Linked DNA regions of Mus musculus: region 2 is linked to region 1. The links are chromatin contacts, called in public promoter capture Hi-C maps. All regions are on one chromosome and are shown on one strand. The core of a region is the stretch at or near the end of the contact, and the rest is flanking DNA. Distances in the headings are between cores, read along the strand shown. Region 1 overlaps Itsn1 (intersectin 1 (SH3 domain protein 1A)). Region 2 holds the start of Smim11 (small integral membrane protein 11).

Region 1 (6,826 bases), core at 2,010-4,509:
CTCCTGAATAACTCATATTTAGTGCACCTTCCAAATGCTTTGAAATACCCTATATAGACTCAGGCTACTCTGTGAGTAGTTTTTATTTTTGAAGTTTCGAGAATTCCTGTATTTTACTTTTGTAGTGGCTGTCTGCTGTAGAGATGTCCACTTTGTCAAGTCAGTTAGGAATGTGTGCAGATGGCAGCTTAAATGATGTGTGTTTGCTGTTGGAGCAGATGCCCAGCAGAAAAGTGATCCCACCAAAGTGGAGGCGGTGGGAAGGAGCTATGGGCAGCGCCTGGAGCATCTGTCAGGGACCGCTGTGAGTCCCGCATTAGTTTGTGTTTTCTCTTCTAGGATTTACTTTGATTTCCTCTGCAGTATTAGTGTTTCATCTGAACCAGTATTTAATGCTGATAACTGATACTGTCTTAAAGGCTCTTAAACAAATATAGTTCAGTGATAACTTTGTTATCTTTATATTACTTATCTAATCTAACAGGAATATCCTTTGAGAAATATGTCCATTAGTAAGGTTAACTCACAGGGCAGACATTAATCTTGCTTAAGTGGCTCCCATTATTATGAAATCTAAATTGTCCCCCTTTAAAAAAATTAGTTAAATTTGTTAGTTGACTCTTTCACACGTGTACTAATTTGAAGGGAGTATACATTACCCTCCAAATGTCTTTTCCACATTCATGTCTGTTTGTTTTGTTTTGTGATTTACTGAGTTTAGCCAGGCTTGTCAGTGTGATCTGAGTTTGTGCTTTCCGTTGGAACCTGGTAAGATCTGAGAGTGCTTGGGTGTAATGGCTCGGCACTTGTGCCATTATAAAAGGTGGGGATGCCATGCCCAGGAGGTTTGCTTGTGTGGTGGTGTTGGTGCCTGGGGTTCACAAATGGATAAGACCAATGGTGCGTTTTCTCCTGCGGCAGCTTTCCGGAACTTTGAAAGCTAGAAACCAGGGAGGAAGTTTCCAGCTCTATTCTGGCATGTTTTCTCTAAGTCTTGCAGCAAGGTATGTGTTCCCTTAAGCAGTAGGGTCTTATCCTGTTAACTCTGATGAACCGGAGAATTAGGTGGCTCTACATCGCTGTGATAAGTTTATTTTGGTTTATGGTTCTAGAAGCTTAAGAGTCTAACATGAAACAAAAGAGTCTGTCCTGGGGAGGAGGCGTGTCAGCAAGTGGCAGATATGGCAGGAAGAGCCGGAACCTGAGAGCCAGTGCGCATCAGTGTTGTAAGTCTTCCAGTGAGGCTGCGCCAACCAGGCCTCCCCGACAGCACCGCACCCGGAACCAGGTGTTCAGCTACCCGAGTCTCTCCTGGGGGCATTCCTCGTTCAGACCAGAACCGGCAAGAGGACTGGCTAAGTGGGACCTCTGGAGCCCCACTGACGCCTCCTGTGGAGATGTCCCACACTGGAACTGGGGCTTTTGTTTAGTCACCCATTGCCTCTAGGATGAACATTATTTGGAGTCCACTGGTCATGATGTCACATATTCAGTTCTTTTGGAAAGAAAGGTATTGATCCCTCATGATTTTAATCTTAGCAAGATTTGAAGAATATCTTTTCAAATATGGAATGGTGTAATTTATGAGAATATCGAGGTCCAGGCAGTACATCAACGTTGTTGTTTCACCTAGGGACACAGTAGCTATGGTATTAAGCTCTATTTGAAGCCAAAATTGAGGTACAGTTGCTCCAGGATATCTTAAAATTTTTCTTTTATTATCTCAGGAGTATTAGTTTGGAGGTTGAAGAGGGAAAATGAGCATTTCTTTTAAATTAGCCTTAATTGTAGTGACTCAAGGCGGGACAGAGACATCAGCTTCCCGGCTGAACCTGTGAACAATGGGAAAATCACAGCACATAATACGTGTCTTACGATTTGAAAACTGTAAGAAATGAGCTGGAAGTGGCTGTGCGCTTGTAATGCTGGCAGTGTGCAGGCAGAGGCAGGTGGGGCTCTGTGAGCTGAGTCCTCCTGACACTGCAGACAAAGGCTGGATAAAAGTGGAAGGAGACAGTGCTGTAAAGAAGACAGCTGTGCCCTTCATGAGATGCTTGTGTGCGGTCAGGGCGCGCCTATCTCTTACACAGGAGCATGTTTACAACGGTCTTTCCTACCTGGAAACTCCTGGGTGGGTTCAGGTTTGGAGTTCTTTGCCTGTGCCTCATCTGATTGTATTGAGGGAAGAAAGAATTATTTCACCGAGTTGCTTTGCAGATAAGTTAGATATATTGGGTGTGTTTAGGAAGTACCTCTTAACACTGTAATAGTATACCAGCTTTTAAAGGGTTCTCCCAACAATGACTCTTGAAAGGTACAAATTAGACACTTAAAGTTTATCATTTACCCTAGCCTGTGACAACCCAATTCCTTTGAGTCAAACTTGAGAGAAAAAAGTACCTGAGATCTGCAAGTGTTGTTGCCTGTGGTTTGTTTCTCAACTGTTGGTTTCTCAGGCGAGTGTGTCTCTGTATGTCCAGCCTTGCACTTGCCGCTGAATTCTTCTGTCCATTGAAGGATAAAGCTGTCAGTTCCTGTTTCTGAGTGTGGGAAGTAAATTTCATTATCTACAAATTTCTGCATGTCAGCGGATTTAGTGGCAATCATAACTGTTTCTCAATCTGCTACTAAGGAAGAGCAGATTCCCTGGACTGTTGGAGATGGTTTTGTTTCTAACCCTGAAGCCAGCTTGTTCTACTTACTCATTCTTGAGCATGGAAATCTAGAGCCTCACCTTGTCTTACTTATTACACTTTGGAGGGTAATTGGAGACTTGTGTCTGTGGAAGCTTGAGATACTGGGCTGAGCTAAACCAGAATCTAATGAGCAACGTGATTAAATAAATCAGTAGCCAAGAGAAGTAAGGATATTTACATTTTACCTATTTCACAGGGTGTTGTTAGAATCACTATAAATAGACTTAAAATTGTAGCATGTATTTAAGTTTTTCACACGAGTGCTATATAAAAAGCAAGGTGTTAGCATCCCATTTTCTGTTTTTGACACTAGAAATGTATGTTGTATTCTGTAATTTCCTGCTATGTGTTCTAATAAACGTTTTGTATTTGTGCTCTTGGTTAGGATGCTATTCTATCTAGCCTTCTGTTCTATTTTTAGTCCTTCACGATGAGTCTGGACATAGCTAAGTTAATAGCAAGGTAATTGAAGTGTGTGTGCCAAGTGCTCGCCTGAATATCCTCTGGCTTCTCCACTTTCAGGGTTGAGTTACTGTTTACAGTGACACATTTCACCATGACTGGGCAGTCTGATTCCATTTGCTTGTTGTCTGGCCATCTTGTGCCCAGTATTTGTCTAGCTCTACATCTCTACTATTCATCCCGTTAATCTTAAGTTTCAAGAGGATCGGTTTAACCGGGAAAGATTAGCTGTCTAATAGTCAGAACTGGATTGTTCATGCCCCGGGGCAGGCATTGGAGAACCAGAACTGATGTACCGCAGATCTGAGACCCCACTGGCCCTGTATTTCTCTCGTGTGATTTTGATGGTGTTGTCTCTTTATCTGATTTGGGCCCTTCTGCTTGCTGTTGGCTAACCAGGTTGAGTATTTGACAACAGTTTGCTCATGCTTCATGTGGGTTTTACAGATGTTTAGTGCCTTTCAGTTTGGCAGAGGCTCACAAGGCCTCAATCCAGTTTTCCAGCTTCATTGAGCGCATCACAATCTCTAACTTGTAGCATTTGAAGATGTAAGGATTTGAGCTGGTGGATTTCAGGGCAAGGACTCCTCTTTATACAGGGTGGTTTTTAAAAATTTGTTTGTTTTGGTTTTTTCTTGTTCATGTTTCGGTTTGTGACATTTAGAAATGAATAAACATTTAGAACAAACGAGATGACACACAGCAGCAGCATTCAGAATCTGTAATCGAGACAGTTGCCCGTGGCTTCTAGATGTTTGAAAGTGGCTCTCATTTGATCATGCAGCTTGAAAAAAAGGCATCCTTGACAGACACCCTGTTTTTTCAAAGGTTCTTAAAAGCCAGTAACAGTGTGCTTTGATATCAGGAACATAAAACAAACAGGCAGCCTCTGATGTTAAGCTGAATTTGTTTGATTTTTCAAGTCAAATAAATGAAAACTGTTCCTGAGAAAGGTGTGTGACATTATGTGTAGATCGAGAGGAACCTTTCACCTTGTGACTGTCGACTCTAGAACAGTACAGTTATGGAATACACTACCTAGTTTCTTTAAAAACAAAAGGCTTGCCTCCTGTGTATTAGAATGTTAAGTTTAATGTTTTGATCACTTTATTATTTTCTTGAAAAGGCATCAGTTTGATCTGACTAATTGTGCTATATTTTATATATTTTTCCCAGAACCTCAGGTAACTAGTGTGAAAATTGCATGGATGATCTTACATACAAAGTTAGGAGCTAATAGGTCATTTCTTTTGTGTTCCTTGCAACATATATGGTATCAAAGTACATTGTAAAATCATTTCTTTTTGCTTTAGCGTTTAATTGTTGCTTCAAGGGGGAAAAACTGGTTCTGCACCATCTATAGATGTTTGCTATAGGAGGAATCAGACTGGGAAAGAACCCTTGCTTAGTTCTGAGTGTAGGTGAGGATTTAGTGACCACTGGAGACAAAGACAAAGGGGTGGCCACATGGCTCACTCAGGACTTTATTCAGCACACAGCTTCCTAGCCCCGTGACAGATGCTGGGAGCCCCCAGACATCCTTGCTCCCAAGGGAAGTTGGTGAGCCGCAGTCTACAGGGAATCCACACAGAGAGCACAGGAGAGAAGGGTTCTTCTAGACGTCACCCAGGGTGGAGGAGGCGGGGACCTGGGCATGAGGCGGGGAACCTGGGCATGGCTTCTCAAGGGGAAACGTTCTCTCTGAGGCTACTTCTGCAACCTTGTCTGTGGTGCTTGTCCACCACTCTGACTGTCAAAGGGTGACATAGAAACTATGAACACATTTTTCTTGGAGTGTTTCTGTGAACACTATGCTTTTTTTTCTTTTCCCATATATTTTTGCTGTTGCCCATGGGCAGTGTCTGTATAATTATGCAGTGTGTGTCTATAGAACTTTGAAGCTGCCACCTTCCCAGAGCCAGCTTTTTGTTTGTTTGTTTGACATTTTCATATATTTTTATAATGAAGTTTAGTCATTTTGACTTCCACTCCTCCCCGCCCCCACAGGAACCCTTTTCAACAGTCCTTCTCCTCCGACCCTGGCTTCTTTTGTGAGTTTCTTAGTCACTCTCTTTGGTGTGGGAGAAGCTTACTTAGTGGACCGCAGACATCTTGTCAGTGACTACAGCACTAGCCACACATGGCTCTGGCCCTTGAAAATGTAAATCTGCCCGAGGATCTTGTTCAGTCTGAGTGGCCTCCTCACCACCGAGACTCATGGGAGGTCTGTCTCCACGATGTCAGCACCTTTGGGTGCTTTAATCCCCCCTCTATGTAGAAAGCGGCTTGGCTGGTGCCCTTTCTTCACTGCTGCCTGTCTCTCTGCTCGGACCTTGCTGCTCCGTGAAGCACTGGGAGGCCAGCGTGTCTCTTGACCTGAGCATGACCGTTCTTTGGATCTTTATGCTCATCGTGATAATCTTCATGTGGTGAGCACAGTAATCGATTAAAGCTGAGATCTGTCAGTTTGAGGGTTTTTGTTACAATTGCAGGGTGATAATTTAACAACAGAAGCTGACATTTGGAGCTTTTTACTCTGCATAAAGTAGGGGTCCAGGTGTTTTACTTCTGTTAAAACTCATAGTTAGCTGGGTGTACTTGTACACGCCTTTACTCCCAGCAAGCACTCCAGAGGCAGAGGCAGGCGGATCTCAGTGACTTCCGGGCCAGTCTTCTTCACATAGTGAGCTCCGGAGCTAAACGGAGACCCTGACTCCAACAGACAAAAGCCTCTCACTCAGTTACCATTGTTAAAGAAAAATTATTCTGAAGTTTGTTACAATGGAAGGAGAGGCTTTATTCTCGAGACTATTGAAAGGAGAAAGAGAAAGCAGCCTCTGCTCCAAATTCAGTGAGGACAGGTGGAAATTTATAGCTGTGTGCGGAGTAAGTAGGGTGAGAGAATTACTAAGAGAAGACACTGAGGGTAGGAAAGATGATTCCTTCAGAACTTACTGTACCAGTCTGCTTGGGCATAGACTGGACACCTTAAGCAGCAGAGGGCGGTAGGCGTAGTTGCGAGGAAGGCTTGCTTAAAGAGAGAGGCCTGGCTAGCCGGGCGTGGTGGCGCACACCTTTAATCCCAGCACTTTGGGAGGCAGAGGCAGGCAGATTTCTGAGTTCGAGGCCAGCCTGGTCTACAAAGTGAGTTCCAGGACAGCCAGGGCTACACAGAGAAACCCTGTCTCGGAAAACAAACAAACAAACAAACAAAGGCCTGGCTAAAGTTTGGTCAGAAGAGACTTTGTCAGGACTAGGAACCCCTGGGTTCAGAACCACTTGTGTTTAATTCTTGTAGCTCCTGCAGTTTATAGATCAATATGTGAAGCTTAGAGAACAGGAGCTGGGACACTCGGTCACTGGTAATGTTAAGCTGCTGCCGCTGTCACCTGCCCTTGCTGTCATCCTAACTGTTGTGAAATGGAGCGGTCGGTGTGTGCCACTGAGGACAGCTCCGGCTGTTGCCAGCACCGGTGCCATTGCAAAGGTGCGCTTTCCCCTGCGGCATGCACTTAAGTGCGAGCCACTTGGCTGAAACGGAGCACAGATGGCGCATCTGCACCGGTCGGGGTCCGGTTCTGTTCCCTTTAAATAGTCATCAGAAGAACTTTTGTTTTGCGAGATTTCTGTGTGTTGCCTCTTATAGTAGTCAAAGGAAGGAAATGAAA
Region 2 (6,826 bases), core at 2,614-5,113, 540 kb after region 1:
GTGGTCAATGGAGCGAAGTGCGGGTTATTTTGCATTCATAGCTTTCCTGGTATTTAACTGAGTTGGACATCTGGACAGAACAAACACTGAAAGGACAAATAACCCGCACCAGAAGCAGCAAATATTCAAGAGCCCCCAGTGCAACCAAACGCACTTCTAACTTTTTATAGAAACTTAAACTCTAAAAGCTCTCTGGCTTGAAAAAGTATGGCATTTTTTCCTAAACATCATATTCTTTATTTAATTTTAGATCCGCTTTATAGCTTATTTTCACACATATTTGACAAGATGGAAGCTACAGAACACCCCACTAGATGTTTGATGCAAGCTAGACAGTGACTACTTAATCCTTTGCACCACAGTCAGGGTGCTGGAGAGATGTTGGTCAAAGGCTACAAATTTTAATGGGGCTGGGGATGTACACCCATAATCCAACCCTCAGGGGACTGAGGTGGGACAGGCTAGCTGAGGTTCCAAGCCATTCTAGACCCATTGCACTGCAAGGTCAGTAACATGCCTTTTGGTCTTAAAAACTGATACCTGAGAGGATAGTAAGTATCCTTACCACAAAACAGTAGCTATGTGAGATGATACATTAGTCATTCCACAATGTGTATATGCTTCAAAACACCATGTTGTGTGTGTAATACAATGTAACCTGTCCTTAAGAAAATAAAATGAATATTTTGCACAACGGAGTATATGCCAGCATCATGCCAGAGCTGAAGGGGACCTTGGAGGTCACCCTCTACCACTTCACCTACAGATGAGAAGACTGCAATCTATCAAGATTAGATGTTTTCTTCATTAACTCAACTTCATGACATATTTCTACTTGGGTTCCTGGCCTGGGACCTAGGAGTGAGAGGAGAGTGACATCTTGAGCAGTGGGGGCTAGTGGGGGTTGGGAATAGGGAATGCAGAGGTGGAAGAGCTCACACACACACACAGGGGAGGAAGGAGGAGTCAGCTGTGCACTCAAATGTGACAAGTCTTAACAGAGATCAACAGGAAGTGGACATGGCTGGAACAGAGACACGAGGTTGAAGACATAATATCTGCAGATAGGACATCCAGGGCAAATGAGAGACATGTTGGTCCTTAGCATCCATACCTCATGGTCCATATCCCATGTCTTTACTCTGCCATGGCCAGGGCCCACCCATTGTGAGTAGGTCCTCCAGCCTCAGAGTACAAAAACAAGAGTCAAAGAGGACCATTTCTGTTCCCGTTAGACAGTGCCTGACAATGATTTGTCGGGGTTATTCTGAGTCCGTGCGTGGTTTTGGAGGCTGGGAAGACTAAGAGCATAGGTATCAGCGTCTGAGGTTCCTGGTGAAGATATCATATGGCATTAATATATGACAGAAAGAGGATGACCAGATAGATACCAGACACACCCTCATTATAACGGTGTATGCCCTGGTAGTGCAGGGCAGCCCAGTGAGGGTAAAGCTCCCTCCACCAAAGGCCAGGCCTCCCTCTCATCTCAAGTTTTAACATGAGTTTTGGTGGCCACACACCATAAAACCAACTACAATGTTTGTCCCTTTATAGAAGGAGATGTAATCTACATAAAGCATTTGCTTCCTGCAACATGTTTGCATTTTGCTACCAGAGAAACTACATGGTGTTAGAGTAAGTCATTTATAGTCCAAGAGCAGATGTGCTATGAGTGGCTTCCTTCCTCAGGCCAGAAGCCTAACATCCTGTTGCACACCAGCATGGTCAACCTAGATAGCCCAGACCCAGAGATCCTAGTGTGGGGCTGTATCCAGCCAGGTTTTCCACCCTCGTAATGACTTTTCTTTTTAATCAAGTCAAGGTTCCCTGAGCCTCCTTCGTGACTAGGCTCCAACTTTGGCCAGTAAATATCCTATACTCTTGGTACAAATTATTTCATTGACCTTCATATCCTAAGAGACTTGAATAAACATTAATATATCTTTCTAACAGCTCAAAATGGTTATCCAGCCCCTTAAAGTACCTGCCTGAGAAACCAGGAAGAGCTGACTGTAAAATCTAACCAAAGGAGCCCAATAGGCTATGGAACCCTCTTTTATAGCAGTGAGAAAGCTTGCAATTACAAAATCCTCTCTCTTTCTCTTTGAGGAATAATTCTTCTTCCATCTAAAGAAATGTCTCTTAGAAATGCAAACACAGAGACTCAGCAAGAATAATTCTTCTAGCATGTAGAAATATCTCTTTGAAATACAAACATTAAGACTCTGCTGGGCATGCCCCTTGCACGTCACACAACACAACACAAAACACACACCCTTTCCCAGAGTTTGTAATTTTCCCCTTGGCTTATCTGTTTCTCCAGGAAAACGTACAGGTGGTTAAATCCAGGCTTTCATTAAACATACTTTATCATCCTCACTGGAAAATATAGTTATAACATGGACATCAATCAGTCAATTTTACTTAGGGGGAACAGGAGAAATGCTACATCTTTATGTGGTAGTTAATATGGGCAACATCACAGGATCTAGACTAGGGTAACAGCCACACCTCTGGGAATGCCTGTGGGAATTATATAGATTGGGTTACATGAGGTGGGAAAACATTCTAAATGGGTGCCACCATTCCCTGGGCTGGGATCCTGGATGGAACCTGAAGGAGAAGACCAAGAGAGGTCAAGCCTCCATCACTCTCCTCCCAGCTGTGGACTCTACTCACCTAGTCTAGATAACCTAAGCTGCTTCTGTCAAGCATTTTGTTGTGTTAACAGGAGATAACTAACAAGTTGGATGGGCATCCAGTTGTTGATCCATTTACCCCAGCTTCTCCCTCCAGTATCAACTTCAACCAAAGCTTTCTAAATGAAAATGCCAAGTCAAACAGCTGGGTTGCTGTTGTTTTTCTATCCATGTTCCCTTTAGAGTCTTTCTGCTTAGTCTGCTAGTTCTACACATCTGAGTAGTACTTCAGTGCAGATTCAAAGCTATTGCAAAAGGAACAGGTGATAGGGGCTGATCCCAGTCTCGCAACTTATGGCGAGCCCCAGGTCTGGCACGAGCTGGCCTCAGCCTCGGGAAAGAAAAAAAAATCCTTTGTGTTTCCGTTTCATCATTTGTGAAATATTACAATTATAGTGTGTCCTTTTATAGGCCTTGTAGAGTTAAATTAAACGACAGTCTCAACGTGATATTCTCTTGTTAGCACAACCAGGTCTGTGAAACCCTCTGCACGCTAACATTTTCAACTTCATCTCCACAAAGAGGCATGATGAGATCTGAAGCTAACTTTCTTGGGTCCAAGAATTCACCCCGCAATTAGTGTCAGCACCGGGCATCCGCTCCCCCCTCCACAGAAGAGGGAGATGAGGTGGAGGTCTCGGTGAGAACTTTGCCTCTCCAGAGCCTTGGACAGGGCTGCTGTCTGCGTCTCCCCACCCGGCACTTTGGGGATTCACTGGCTAGAAATGAAACTGGGAACCTAAAATCTGGGTATCTATCGGTTATCTCAACCGGGATGCATTCTTCTTGTCTGTCCCCTTGGAGGAATGCTAAGCCTGGAAAACAAAACAAAAAACCTGGGACCTATTGTCTTCAGCTGTATAGAACAGGAGTCAATGACCAGTGGACATGAACAAAGGGTCCTAGGCCGAACCCTAACCCCTGCGGACCACCCTCAGGGTTCCTACTTGGATTTCTGCAGTAGCCTCAGATTCCTGCGCAACTGGCCTGAAGCCCATAGCGCCTGCGCTTGGAGAAACACGCTCCTTAATACTAGCGAATCTGCGGGCGCCCTAAAGCCACTGCGCCTGCGTATCAAGTGGTGCCTTTCAAGATGGCGCTTCCGTTCCGAGCGGTGCATTTCGGGACTTGTAGTTTTCACGACGGGATTGTGGGAGTCGTGGTTTGTGAGCAGCAAGCGAGGAGGCCCCGCCGCCCTGAGTGTAAGTGTGTGAGTCTTTGGGGCTCTGGGGAATCCCTTGGTCATCCCGCGTTCTTGTTTCTCCCATGATGACACTTGCTGCCTACGGCTACATAGCCCTTGGGAACTCTAATAGTCTTGTCGCCTTGTTTTGGTGACGCAGGAAGGGAGCGATGATAACTCCTGGCCTTCTACCCACCCCCCACCCCCGTGGAGGCAATGCCTGGGGGCGAGAACCTGGGACTGGGCACTCCCAAGTATCCAGGGATAGCAAATCCCCGTTTGATCCTGTGGTGCCCCAGATCGCAAAGGCGCCAAAGTTGCTTAAACAAGGCGTGTCGTTTCATCTAGTAGGGAAGTGCACCATAACTCACAGGCTCCCCAAAGCCTTGAAATTTGGAATCTGGCCACCCACCCGGATAAGGTGCTTCTGGGTTTCTTGAAAACCAAGGCCTGTGCTGAGTGGGCTAAGTGAGGTCCAGGGGTCATGGCGATTTGAACCTACCGATACTTTAAATGGTTGGCTGAGGAATTGGAGTGAAAGGGGTAGAGACTGGGAGTGAAAACGGCTTCAGACAGTTGACACAAGCTGCTAGGATAGGTGAGTGCATTATATGCTGAGATAGGTGCACCCTCGACTCTGTTAGCCTCGCCAAGGAGCACACGGAGCTTGTGAGCAGACTATTGTCCACGTCGTTTAAATTGGTATAATCAAAGTGAGTGAATGTCTTCTTTGTTTCTAGAATAAAACCTGGCAGGATACTTTGCAATAAAGATCAAAACTACAAACAGTTTTATTTTCTGTCGTTAAGGGTTAAGCCTGGACAGCTCCCTGCATTTCATATATTTTAATGGCCTCCAGCTGTCCTTACCCCAGTGGCTTTGGCTCACCCTCTGCTGCCAGCTGCTGCTTGCTTCTGAATGGCACCAGGAGTCCGTGATATCAGAGCAGACAGCTCACTGCTATGTTTAGCTTTCTTGGTTATCCCCATTTGCAGAAAGCTTGCAAGCTGCCTTGAAATTTAAAGTAGTGGGTGAAAATGAACCTGGCTGCTCTGGGCCCTTCGCTCTCCTCTACCCACCCCACCCACTCCATAGCAGTACAGATTCCCCTTTGCTTTTACTTTTTCCTCCTTCTCTTCCTCTTCTCTTTTTCTTCTCTTTCTCCTTCCTTGGCAGGATTCTGTGCATCTGAGATTGGCCTCCAGCTCAGTCTTTCTCTGTAGCCTTAGATGACCTTGAACTCCCATCCCTTGACCTCCACCTCCCAAGTGCTAGGGTTACAGGCTTGTACCACCAAGGTTGGGTTGTGAGTTACTTGGGCTGAACCGAGAGCTTTGCGTTAGCACTCTGGCTCAGCCACGCCCACAGCCCCCTGCTTCCTTCTCAGAGATCTTACCTCTTAACACTCAGATTGCTAGTCTTTTTGGCATCATGTCCTGTGACATTAGACAGAGCAGAGAGTTGTGAATTCCAGAGTGGGAGACTTACTCCTTGGACGCTGATATCCCAAGAGCGCTTTGGCTCAGGAGCCACATGGCTTTCCCAGGTCACATGCTCAGCCCTTACTGCCACCTGGAGTAGAGTCCTGTCCTCCTTCTTCTTGCCCTTATTCTTTATCCCATGCCTGGCATCTTGTCCAGACTACATCCTGCCCTATTGCTGTTTGTTATCTGAGGACCATTAGCAAAGGAGAGACATTATCAAGACAATAATGCTTGCTGTGTGTTACTCATGCTTCTTAGCGATTACTGGCCAACTTCTGAAGGAGAATTTACTGATGAAGGAGGCTTTGAGAGGCCAAGGTCACATTGCTGCTAAGTGCAATGTGTTTGCCAGACCTCCAGACCCCGGGGTATTTTCTTTCATTTATTTCCTCTTGTCAGCATCTTGGGCCCATTTGTTTCCCTTGACCTTGGGAGTCAGTATCCTGGGCATATCAATTCACAGAGGTGACTTGTGGGAAACAGTTAAATCGTCTACCATATAATATGTATACAACTCAATTAAGAAGGAATTATAAAAATAAAAAAAATATTTTGTTTTAATATACAGTATGGCTAATCCCTAAGATTACTAGACGTTCAAGGTGTAAATTCCAGCAGCAGGTTATAACATGCAAAGAGCTCATTTTTCCAACATAGGTTGGAATCTGCTGCTATTTAAAGGCAAACACTTGCAGGTAGTGGGCACCTTCAACCACCGCTATCGCATTTAAATAGGGCTTTGGATTATACACTTCTTGGTTTATCTGACTTTGCACAAGTCAAAGGCAAAGCTTGGTTATCTTGTGCCAATAGCTAGCTGGTTTTCAAAGTTCTGTAACCTTGAAATAGACTGAGAACTGAATTTTATATATTAGATACTTTTACAACTGGAAATGTTTTTCTACGCCATCTCCCATGAGCTTTACTTAAGGAAACCCATTCTAAAGGTGTGTGGAATTTCCCGTTGCATTTCTAATTCTAGTCTTAAGTTATTATGAAGGAAGTGAGTTTGAAGCAGTCCATCTGTACCCAGGTGACTTGCTGAGGCTGAAGCTCCCAGACCTGGCTGACTGGATGTAAGATAGGCAAGGGGAAGGGAAACCTGGGGGGTCTGCTTGATTGAGCTACACAGTGCTTTCCCAGTAAAGCAAGCCAGGATCTCCCCCACACCCATGTGGAGCTGCATGCACACACCTCTTTAAACAGAGGCTTGTGGGCACTCCAAACTGTAGCTTCTTAGCAATGACCCTCAGTAAGTCCTTTTGGTGACCAAACATATCCTGAAACTAGGCATCATGGCTAGATCCAACATATACTGGTTTGGGGTGCATGCACAGTAAGGCAAACTGTGACCTTAAAATGAACAGTTAGGGAGGGAAAAAAAAATCCCTACTTGCCCTCTTTTGGCTATGTGTAATTGGGAGCAGATAGGATTAAATTGAAATGCATCGTGGGAA

Evidence for each region. Promoter capture Hi-C pulls out the DNA fragments that hold promoters and counts their contacts.
Region 2: a promoter capture Hi-C map of liver shows a contact between it and region 1, with 2.3 times the contacts expected there. The contact joins the promoter of Smim11 here to the enhancer-like site in region 1. A contact is called at or near these places in 6 of 39 promoter capture datasets (the 3T3-L1 cell line, cranial neural crest, frontonasal cranial neural crest and 2 more), 1 of 115 datasets of contacts at active chromatin or transcription factors (astrocytes) and 2 of 9 other capture datasets (adipose tissue and embryonic stem cells).

The regions. Positions count from the first base shown.
Region 1 is chr16:91,759,417-91,766,242 of GRCm38.p6, forward strand. The region is part of intron 1 of Itsn1 (intersectin 1 (SH3 domain protein 1A)); the gene reads left to right. Among named protein-coding and RNA genes, the nearest start is that of Itsn1, 33 kb to the left of the region's middle. Within about 2 kb of position 3,260, at least 22 of the 459 cell types and tissues checked have an H3K27ac peak or open chromatin away from gene starts, as enhancers often do. A contact at or near this core is called in liver, where this site is marked.
Region 2 is chr16:92,297,440-92,304,265 of GRCm38.p6, forward strand. Smim11 (small integral membrane protein 11) reads left to right here and starts at 3,864. Exons shown (of 4, transcript NM_138743.2): 1 at 3,864-3,904. Kcne2 (potassium voltage-gated channel, Isk-related subfamily, gene 2) reads left to right here. Exons shown (of 2, transcript NM_134110.3): 2 at 1-694.